Regions from separate parts of the Sus scrofa genome. Here all the other regions are linked to region 1. The links are chromatin contacts, called in public Hi-C and promoter capture Hi-C maps. All regions are on one chromosome and are shown on one strand. Each heading gives the region's core, a stretch centred on a gene start, on an enhancer-like site or on the middle of the called end of the contact. The rest is flanking DNA. Distances are from core to core; before and after follow the strand shown. Region 1 holds the start of DBP (D site-binding protein). Region 2 holds the start of FTL (ferritin light chain). Region 3 holds the start of SYNGR4 (synaptogyrin-4).

Evidence for each region. Promoter capture Hi-C pulls out the DNA fragments that hold promoters and counts their contacts. A called contact is a pair of places that touch in the nucleus more often than the background predicts.
Region 2: a contact with region 1 is called in a promoter capture Hi-C map of liver, with 2.0 times the contacts expected there. The contact joins the promoter of FTL here to the promoter of DBP in region 1. A contact is called at or near these places in 2 of 5 promoter capture datasets (fetal skeletal muscle and liver), 6 of 47 Hi-C or Micro-C datasets (embryonic fibroblasts, heart right ventricle, liver and 1 more) and 2 of 2 datasets of contacts at active chromatin or transcription factors (alveolar macrophages and skeletal muscle).
Region 3: a contact with region 1 is called in a Hi-C map of liver, with 2.8 times the contacts expected there. The contact joins the promoter of SYNGR4 here to the promoter of DBP in region 1. A contact is called at or near these places in 1 of 5 promoter capture datasets (fetal liver), 2 of 47 Hi-C or Micro-C datasets (both in liver) and 1 of 2 datasets of contacts at active chromatin or transcription factors (skeletal muscle).

The regions. Positions count from the first base shown.
Region 1 is chr6:53,991,744-53,994,326 of Sscrofa11.1, reverse strand. DBP (D site-binding protein) reads left to right here and starts at 1,283. Exons shown (of 4, transcript XM_003127286.6): 1 at 1,283-2,097. The coding sequence starts at 1,959. It overlaps CA11 (carbonic anhydrase 11), which reads left to right. Exons shown (of 9, transcript NM_001004038.1): 8 at 1-9; 9 at 808-930. The coding sequence ends at 833. It overlaps LOC110261016 (a long non-coding RNA gene), which reads right to left and starts at 221. Exons shown (of 3, transcript XR_002344719.1): 1 at 97-221.
Region 2 is chr6:54,229,844-54,232,426 of Sscrofa11.1, reverse strand. FTL (ferritin light chain) reads right to left here and starts at 1,306. Exons shown (of 5, transcript NM_001244131.1): 1 at 954-1,306; 2 at 641-787; 3 at 161-286. The coding sequence starts at 1,055.
Region 3 is chr6:53,782,864-53,785,446 of Sscrofa11.1, reverse strand. It overlaps SYNGR4 (synaptogyrin-4), which reads right to left and starts at 1,283. Exons shown (of 5, transcript XM_021094669.1): 1 at 1,210-1,283. The coding sequence starts at 1,257. It overlaps TMEM143 (transmembrane protein 143), which reads left to right and starts at 1,104. Exons shown (of 7, transcript XM_013998565.2): 1 at 1,104-1,294; 2 at 1,628-1,868. The coding sequence starts at 1,128.

The DNA.
Region 1 (2,583 bases), core at 34-2,533:
GCCTGCATGGTATGATCCAGTATGCACCCCCTCGTCTTGGTCTAACCCGCCTATGTGTCTGTCTCCCCTTGGTGTCTCAATATGATACAGTCCTACCCTTCTTTGCTGCTTCTGTGTGATCCAGCCTCCTGAGCTCTCACTCGCTCTTTCTCCCTTCTCCATTTGTGTCAACGTGGTACAGCCCACCTCTCCGTCATAGACCATTGCTGGTCCATGATTTGTCTTTCCTCCTCACTGCTTGCGACTTGCAACTTGGTGTATAACCCGAACCCCCTTGCTTCCATGGGGGTACGATCAACTACTGGACCGTGGCTCTTGTTAAGGCTTTCTGAAATGGTATCGCCCGAAACCTTTCCCCTCTTTCCATGTGGTACAACCCTACGCTGGTCCAAAGTCTGACACCCCCTTCACTGAAAAACAACATGGTACAATCCCCTTCCCCTTCTACTGCCTCCTCTTGGTTCAGTCCAGTGATCTGACATCCACCTCTCTGGCTTCCCAACATGGTATAGCCTAGGCCTCCCCGTGAATACCGTCGCGTAGTTCAGCCTGATGCTGAAACTGGACGTCCCTGTGCCACCCTCCTGCTGCCTCCCTATGGTTCAGCCCACTGCCAGTTCGCAATCTGTCCTTTTCCCCTAGCTTCTCAAGCTGGTACATTCCAGTTTCCCCTTCGCAGCCTGCCTGTGGTATGGCCCGGCGCAGCCCAGCACCGCTACCCCGCCTCCTGCACGCCCCTGCACGCCCCCTACCCGGTGCATCCTATCAGGCCCTAAACTAACGCCCCCCACCGGTTTCGTCTTACAGTGGATGGTGCCCCCCACGGTCGCTGAGACTCCCCATCGAGGATTGCGCCTGCCTTGCCCAAGCCTCCCCACAGAGGGAGGGGAGTCACCCCCAAAACAAAGCTATTAAAGGGACAGAATACTTCCTGTATCTCAGTGGTCTGATTCTAGGCGCGGCGGGGAAGCATTTGGATATTAAAGAATAGCAGCCTTCTTCTAGAAACCAATCTCCCACTTCCTAAACCCCACTACTCGGGTTTTTGGCTTCCTTTTTCCAAAACAATCATTAGGATTTGTGGCTCCTGTATGGCTCTTCTCCCGCGCCCCCCACCCTCTCACCCACCCTCCCAGTCAGGCAGCACGCGCAGAGCCATGTGCTTCCCCCTCCCGCCTGCCTCATTGGCCTGAACTGGGTCACGGTCCCGCCCCCAGAGCCGTCTCCCATTGGGCAAATGTAGGTCAGGGTCCCGCCTCCCTCCAAATGGCAAGGTAACTTCACTCACTGAGCCCCTTGCTCGCGCACTCCAGGCCTCGGCAGATCCAGGAGTCCCATTGGCTGTGGGTCTCGAGGGGTCGAGACGCGATTGGCCTGCGCTTTCAGCGGGAGGGAGGCACGCGGCTGGGGTGCAAGGCCTGAGAGTCCGGCGGGGCCAAGAGGAGGGGTGCGCGCTGTGGCGTCGGGTGTTTTGGTTTGGCTTTTTTTTTTTTTTTTCCGCGAAAGAAGTTTGCTTTGGCCACGCCTCAAGGCAGCCGCCTCCTCCTGCCCTCTCCCCCGCCCCTCCGCGCACACCTCTTGGTGCAGATTGCAAAGCTCCTTCCTTAGAGAGAGCTGCAGATTTTGCAAGAGCCAGGCTCGCCCACCTTGTAGGAGCGCCTTGTGTCCCCTTGAGCCCTCGGTTGCAAAGAGCTGGCCGCCTGATTTGATCACTCCCTCACCCAGACTGTATGGTCTCCTGGGACCCTCTTGAGTTGCACATTTCTGCACCGAGGACTGCAAATCCCCATCGCTCCTAGGACTTGCAGTGTTCTGGAGACTGGAGACTGGAGGCTTGCAAGCTACTTTCGCCCGCCCCTGGGCAGACACCCGCCTGAACCACAGGAGTGTGCCGCTGACTGGCAAGCCAGCTCTTCGCCTCTCTATGAGCCCGTGAGCCTGCGGGCAGGTGCCGGGCGATGGCGCGGCCCGTGAGCGACAGGACCCCGGCCCCCCTGCTGCTGGGCGGCCCGGCCGGGGCCCCCCCTGGCGGGGGAGCGCTGCTTGGGTTGCGGAGCCTTCTGCAGGGGACCAGCAAGCCCAAAGAGCCAACCAGCTGTGAGTTCTAGCCCCCCCCCCCCCAGCTCTTAGGGACTCCAGTGCTGGGAGGGTCCACAGATACCTCTTACGTGCCCAGAGTCCACCCTTCCAACCTTTATCTACCCCAATACTTAGGTGTTTAAGCCCCTAGATCCCTCAGCACCCAGGACCCAAAAATACCGGCTTTCAAGCCCGTCCACCCCGAGGACTCGAGACTCTAGGCCCCAGCCCCCTGTTTCTTGTGGTTCCGAGAGTCTTGGACTCTTGGGGTCGAGGGAGAAGGGAGGGGGGTGTGTCGGATGCTCACACGGTAGTTACACGGGCTTGGGCGGAGCCTCCTGGGGTCACATGGAGTCTAGGGACGAGGAATGTGCCCCAGAAATAGAACCCCTTCCTGACCCTTACGGGGGGGGGAGATCGAGGAGAAAGGGGTACAGTGCGCGGGGGGTAGGGGGCTAATTACAGAAGAATTACAGAGCTGTCATTTTTTCTCTTACCTGCCCA
Region 2 (2,583 bases), core at 57-2,556, 240 kb before region 1:
TGTTACCATTTGTAAATCTAACAATGTGATGGATGGGGGAGGGAGGCTCAGAAGGCAATGAGCCCAATCAAACGTGGCCAAGGTTAACTATTAACTCAAGATGCAGGCTTCCTGCCAGGAAAGGTCTTGGGATGGATAGGGAGAAAATGGAGATACTCACGTGGGGGTCTGCGCGGGCAGAACCCAGCGCATGCAGATCCACAAGAGCCTGGTTCAGTCCCTTCTCCAAGTGAAGGGCGGCTTCCATAGCGTCCTGGGTTTTACCCCACTCATCTTGAGATGGTTTCTATACGGAAGGCAGAGACCGCTCAGTACTAACCACGCACACGCTGGAAAGGACTAAAAACTAATTTCCCAGTAGTGACGGGAGTTAGGGCTTAAGCCGAAAAAACGTCTAAGAGCTTAAATCGATCACCCTCAGTGTCTCACAACCTTACGCTCCAGGATACCACACGCTGCGGTCTGGACCGCCACTTCGTGGGGGAACTGAACCCGCCTCCGTTTCCAGCTGTAATACAACCACCCACACAAAACTGAACTCCATCTCCCAGAAGCCTACGCCGTGCCTGAACAGCCCTGGTCAAAGGGCTTCAAGCGCAGGGGCCGCTGGGAATCGTAGTCCGCTGCTCACACTGTTTACCTGCACGTCCTGGAAGAGGGCGCGGCCACCGCGCTGGTTTTGCATTTTCAAGAGACGCTCCGAACCCTCGCGCTTCTCCTCGGCCAATTCGCGAAAAAAATGACTCACGCCCTCCAGAGCCACATCGTCGCGGTTGAAATAGAAGCCCTGCGGGAAGAGAAGGCGTGAACAATGGTTAGCCGGAGGCGAGGCCGGGCTTGCGGACTCCGCCTTCCAACTACACAGTGGGACAAAGAAGGCCAGCGCGTGCGCAGAGGGTCAGAGGTGCGCAGCTAAGGGAAACTTGGGCCGGGGGCATCTTGGGGACCCTTACCAGAGAGAGGTAGGTGTAGGAGGCCTGCAGATGCATGTTGATCAGGCGGTTGACGAAGGCCTCCACCTCGGTGGAATAATTCTGACGAACCTGGGAGCTCATGGCTGGTCGGCAATAAGGAGCTAAGCTCAAAAAATGGTGTTGGCTGGTCCCGGAGACTGAAGATAGCTGAGAGGCGGAGTCCGAAGGTTGCGACTGGAAAAAAGGTTGGAGGGTAGTCGGAGGCTGGAGCAAGGGGCGTCCCTGGGTCTGTTCCGTCCAAACACTGTTGAAGCAAGAGACAGATCCGGGGGACCGCCGAGCACACTGCGAGTTTGTGGCCAGGGCGGCTCCTTTTATAGCGCGCGGGGAACCTGAGCAGTGGGGCGGTCGGGGAGAGGAGTCAGCCAATCTGCGGGGGCGGGAGGCTGGACTTGGAGCTCGCTCGTGACCAATCAGGAGCAGATAGGAGCCCCAGCCTCCCGCCCGGAGGTAGGGAAGTCACGCGCTCTGAGCGCGAGGTTGTTGTGAAAGGAGAAATCGCGGGATGGGGGGTTTCATGGGGAGCAAGGGTTCTGGGACTAAATCTGGGAAGTGAGAGAATTCTAGGGGTACTTCCTGGTAGTGAAAGATTAGTGAGAGCACTGGGAGCCCTGGAAAATAATGATTCTTGGTTCCTGAGGATGTCTCAGGAAAGTAGGTTGGATGCGGGGGTTGTGTCAGAGCGAGGACTTTTCTGGAGCCCTGGGGGTTCCTCAGAGGTGCAGAAACGTCCAGAGGAGTGGGGTTGCCCTGGGAGATAAGGGGTCGGGTTGGGGGGGGCCCTCGATCATTGGGAAGTTTGGAAGGCTGTGAGATATTTCTAGATACTTAGGGTGCTCTCTGTGAAATGGGTTGGCTGGGGCACCTGGAGACTTGGGGTTCACTCAAAAGTGAATTCGGAAGACCATGGAAGTCCCTATTTTTATGGAAACTTCCAGGGGGAAGTCTTGGGCCCTTGAGGTGATCTGCAAGATTAAAAGAGACAGTTGGAGAGCCCTGGGATTCAGCCTGGGAATAAGGGAGAGGGATGTTTCTGGAAGCCTAGTGGGATCTTCTTAAAGAGGTGGGGGCTCTTGGAGAGCCCTTTGGGAGCCCTCAAAAGATTGGGCCACTTGGAATCCTGTGGGGTTTTTTGAAAGCCCACTGTTTTTGTGGGAGCTGAGATGGAAAGGGGTGAAAGGACATTGGAACTTTGGAGGTTTCTCTGAGGTTGCATATCCTGGCTCCAAAGCAATCTCTCTGAAGCTGCCTCTGTCTTGCCTGACACATGCTCCTTCAAGATCACAGAGGTGGGGGAGTTCCCATCATGGCGCAGCAGAAACTATCCAACTAGGAATCATGAGGTTTCAGGTTCGGTCCCTGGTCTCGCTCAGTGGGTTAAGGATCTGGCGTTGCCCTGAGCTGTGGTGTAGGTCGCAGACCCAGCTCGGATCACAGCTGTAGCTGATTCACATCCTAGCCTGGGAACTTCCATATGCCACAGGTGCCAGCCCTAAGAAACAAACAAAAAGATCAGAGACAGGTGCTGAGGACTGGTGGCTGGGATGTCTGTCTTTAACTAAGGGACATTTTAAAATTGTGTCTGGTCCAGGTTGGTGCCTGGGTGGCA
Region 3 (2,583 bases), core at 34-2,533, 210 kb after region 1:
TGGAGGAGTTCCAGTATGGGGTTAGGTGGGGTGAAGGAGCTGTTGGGGGTTCTAGGGGTGAGGGCGCGGGATGAGAGGGTGGCTGATGGTCCCATGCATTGCGGTGCAGGGTGAGGGAGCTTCTGAGAATTCCAGAGGCAGGGGTCCAGGGTGAGAGGGCTGCTGGGGGTGTGGTCCCAGGAGTCAGGAGTGCAGGCTGGGGAGGCTATGGGGTGAGGGGGCTGTTAGGGCCCCAGAGGTGCAGGGTGGTGCACGGGGCAGGGAGAAGGGGCGGGGAGAGGGTGGGATGTTGATGTCATGTCCTTGACACGGGAGCCAGAGTACCCATTTTAAGACCTGTGTTAATGGGATTTATTAGGGGTGTTGGGAGATCAGAACCCCTGGGAGGTCTGAATCAGGGGGATCCCTTTCAGGCTTTGAGATGACAGCCCCCCGAGTGGAGATCCCAGGCATCTCAGGGTAGATTTCAGGCTGTCCTGGTAATTTGGGGTGATATCCTTAGAATCAGGGCTACCCCTTAGAATTCGTTCCATCTTCATAAAAGTGCATTTCCTCAAATCGGGGGTCCGGACCGCAGATGTGCGGGGAACGTGAGCTCCAAATAGCTTCCTCGCAGAATGAGGAGGCCGAGCCCCCGGCACTAAGCTACCTTCAGAGAATCGGGGTCTTCCCTTTAAGGACTCTGGACGCTGGGGCTCAAGGGTGGTGAGTTTTGGAGGTGATGCTGCCTGACAGAGTCACCTCTACTCTGGAGGCCCGGTCTGCGTCACCTGGAGGCCTGCTCTTCCTTCCGCTCACCCTGCCCTCCTGGTCCCTAGCGCCACCTCAGACTTCTTTGGGCTCCTCTTTTTCCCGCCTTTTCGCTCCTCCACTGCTGATTGGCTGCGCCGAAGCCCCGCCCCTCTCTTTTCCCGCCTTCTCTGAAGCGGACAGGGGCAGGGGCGTGGCCTCAGAGGACGTTGGGCGGCCCGCCGTTGGCAGGCTGCGCGCGGGAGCTCGGCCCATCCCCGGCAGTCCCGGGAGCTTCGCGCTCGCCCCGCCCCTTGGAAGTCTGCGGACAAAGAGATACTTCTTCGGCGCATGCGCCGAGTCCAAGGAGGGCGAGAGAGGGAGGTGACGGGTCGCGCATGCGCAACCGAGACGCGTCCTTAGAAGAAAAATGGTTCCCCCACCCGGCTCCAAGACCCAGGATTTGCGCATGCGTCTTACTGCGGACTGAAGCCGAACCTCGGAGGCCCAGAACGCTTTTCTGCACATGCGCAAGAGGCTCAATGACAGTCGAGCGTTGGCTAAGGTGAGGGAAATGGGGAAAGATTGTATGATCGGGGTGGGCGGCTCTGCACCCCTATATAGCCTTCCGAGCATATCCTATGCCCTTAAGATCCACCTGCCGCCTAGACCCCGCAGAGACCAGTTGTACCACAACAGGGCTACTGGGCCTGCAAAACACCCTAGGACTTAAGACCTCTGACCCCAGCCTGGGACTCAAGCCAACTGAACAGTGTGGGAGAGGACTGGCACTGCGCCCTGCCTGGGGTAGAAACGGCCCCTGGAGGTTGGGACACAGAGGTGGAGAGGACGCTTTTCCCCCGATGACCTTTGACCTCTGCCCATTTCCCTCCTTTAGGCTGCGGGGAAAGGGTCTGGCTATGCTGCATGTGACCCGGGGGGTCTGGGGATCCAGGGTCCGAATATGGCCCCTGTTGCCCGCGCTCCTCGGGCACCCCCGGGCCCTGTCATCGCTGGCGGTCAAGATGGGGGAGTACCGCAAGATGTGGAACCCCACAGAGCCCCGCGACTGGGCCCAGCAGTACCGCGAACGTTTCATCCCGTTCTCCAAAGATCAGCTGCTCCGCCTCCTGATACAGGTACAGCTCACCCGGGTCCAAGAGCCTGGGGACTACCACTCCCGGCAGGCCTCGCGGCGATACAGCCCTTCATGCTATAGAGGACTGCCCTGGCGCCCCCTGGGAATTGTAGTTCCCTTCCTCGTCATACTCCCAGGTGGGCGTGGAGTGCTTTGGAATGCAAGAGACAGACCTCTGAGATGCAGGTGCAGCAGCAATTCCAGACTCTAGCTTGTTCTGAGGGCTTGAACAAGCACTCCCCAGGGCATGGTTTTTCCCTCTTCAAAACAGGTCTAATAATCATCCTCATCATTATTACCACCTAATAATAGTTATTATATCCACTGTTTGAGCTCTTACTGTATGGCCCTGTGCTAAGCATTTTCCATGTATTATGGAAATACTGAACAACCCAATAAGAGAGGTATCACCATCTTCCCATTTTAAAATGAAGTAACTGAAGCAGGAGAAGGGAAGTGACTCACCGAAGGTCATGACTAGTGGCCAAGATTTGAACTGAAGTGGTCTGACTCCTAAGCAGAGTGGGGACTAGGGTGAGACAAGTAGGCACTTACTTGACCCTAAGAGCTTAAGCGCTTACCCCACCATCACCATTATACTTGTGATTACTCTGGATTGGCATTCATTCATTTAATATATATATATTTTTAAATTATATGGCTGCACCTGCAGTATGAGGTTCCCAATCTGAGAAGCAACGCTGGATCTTTTAACC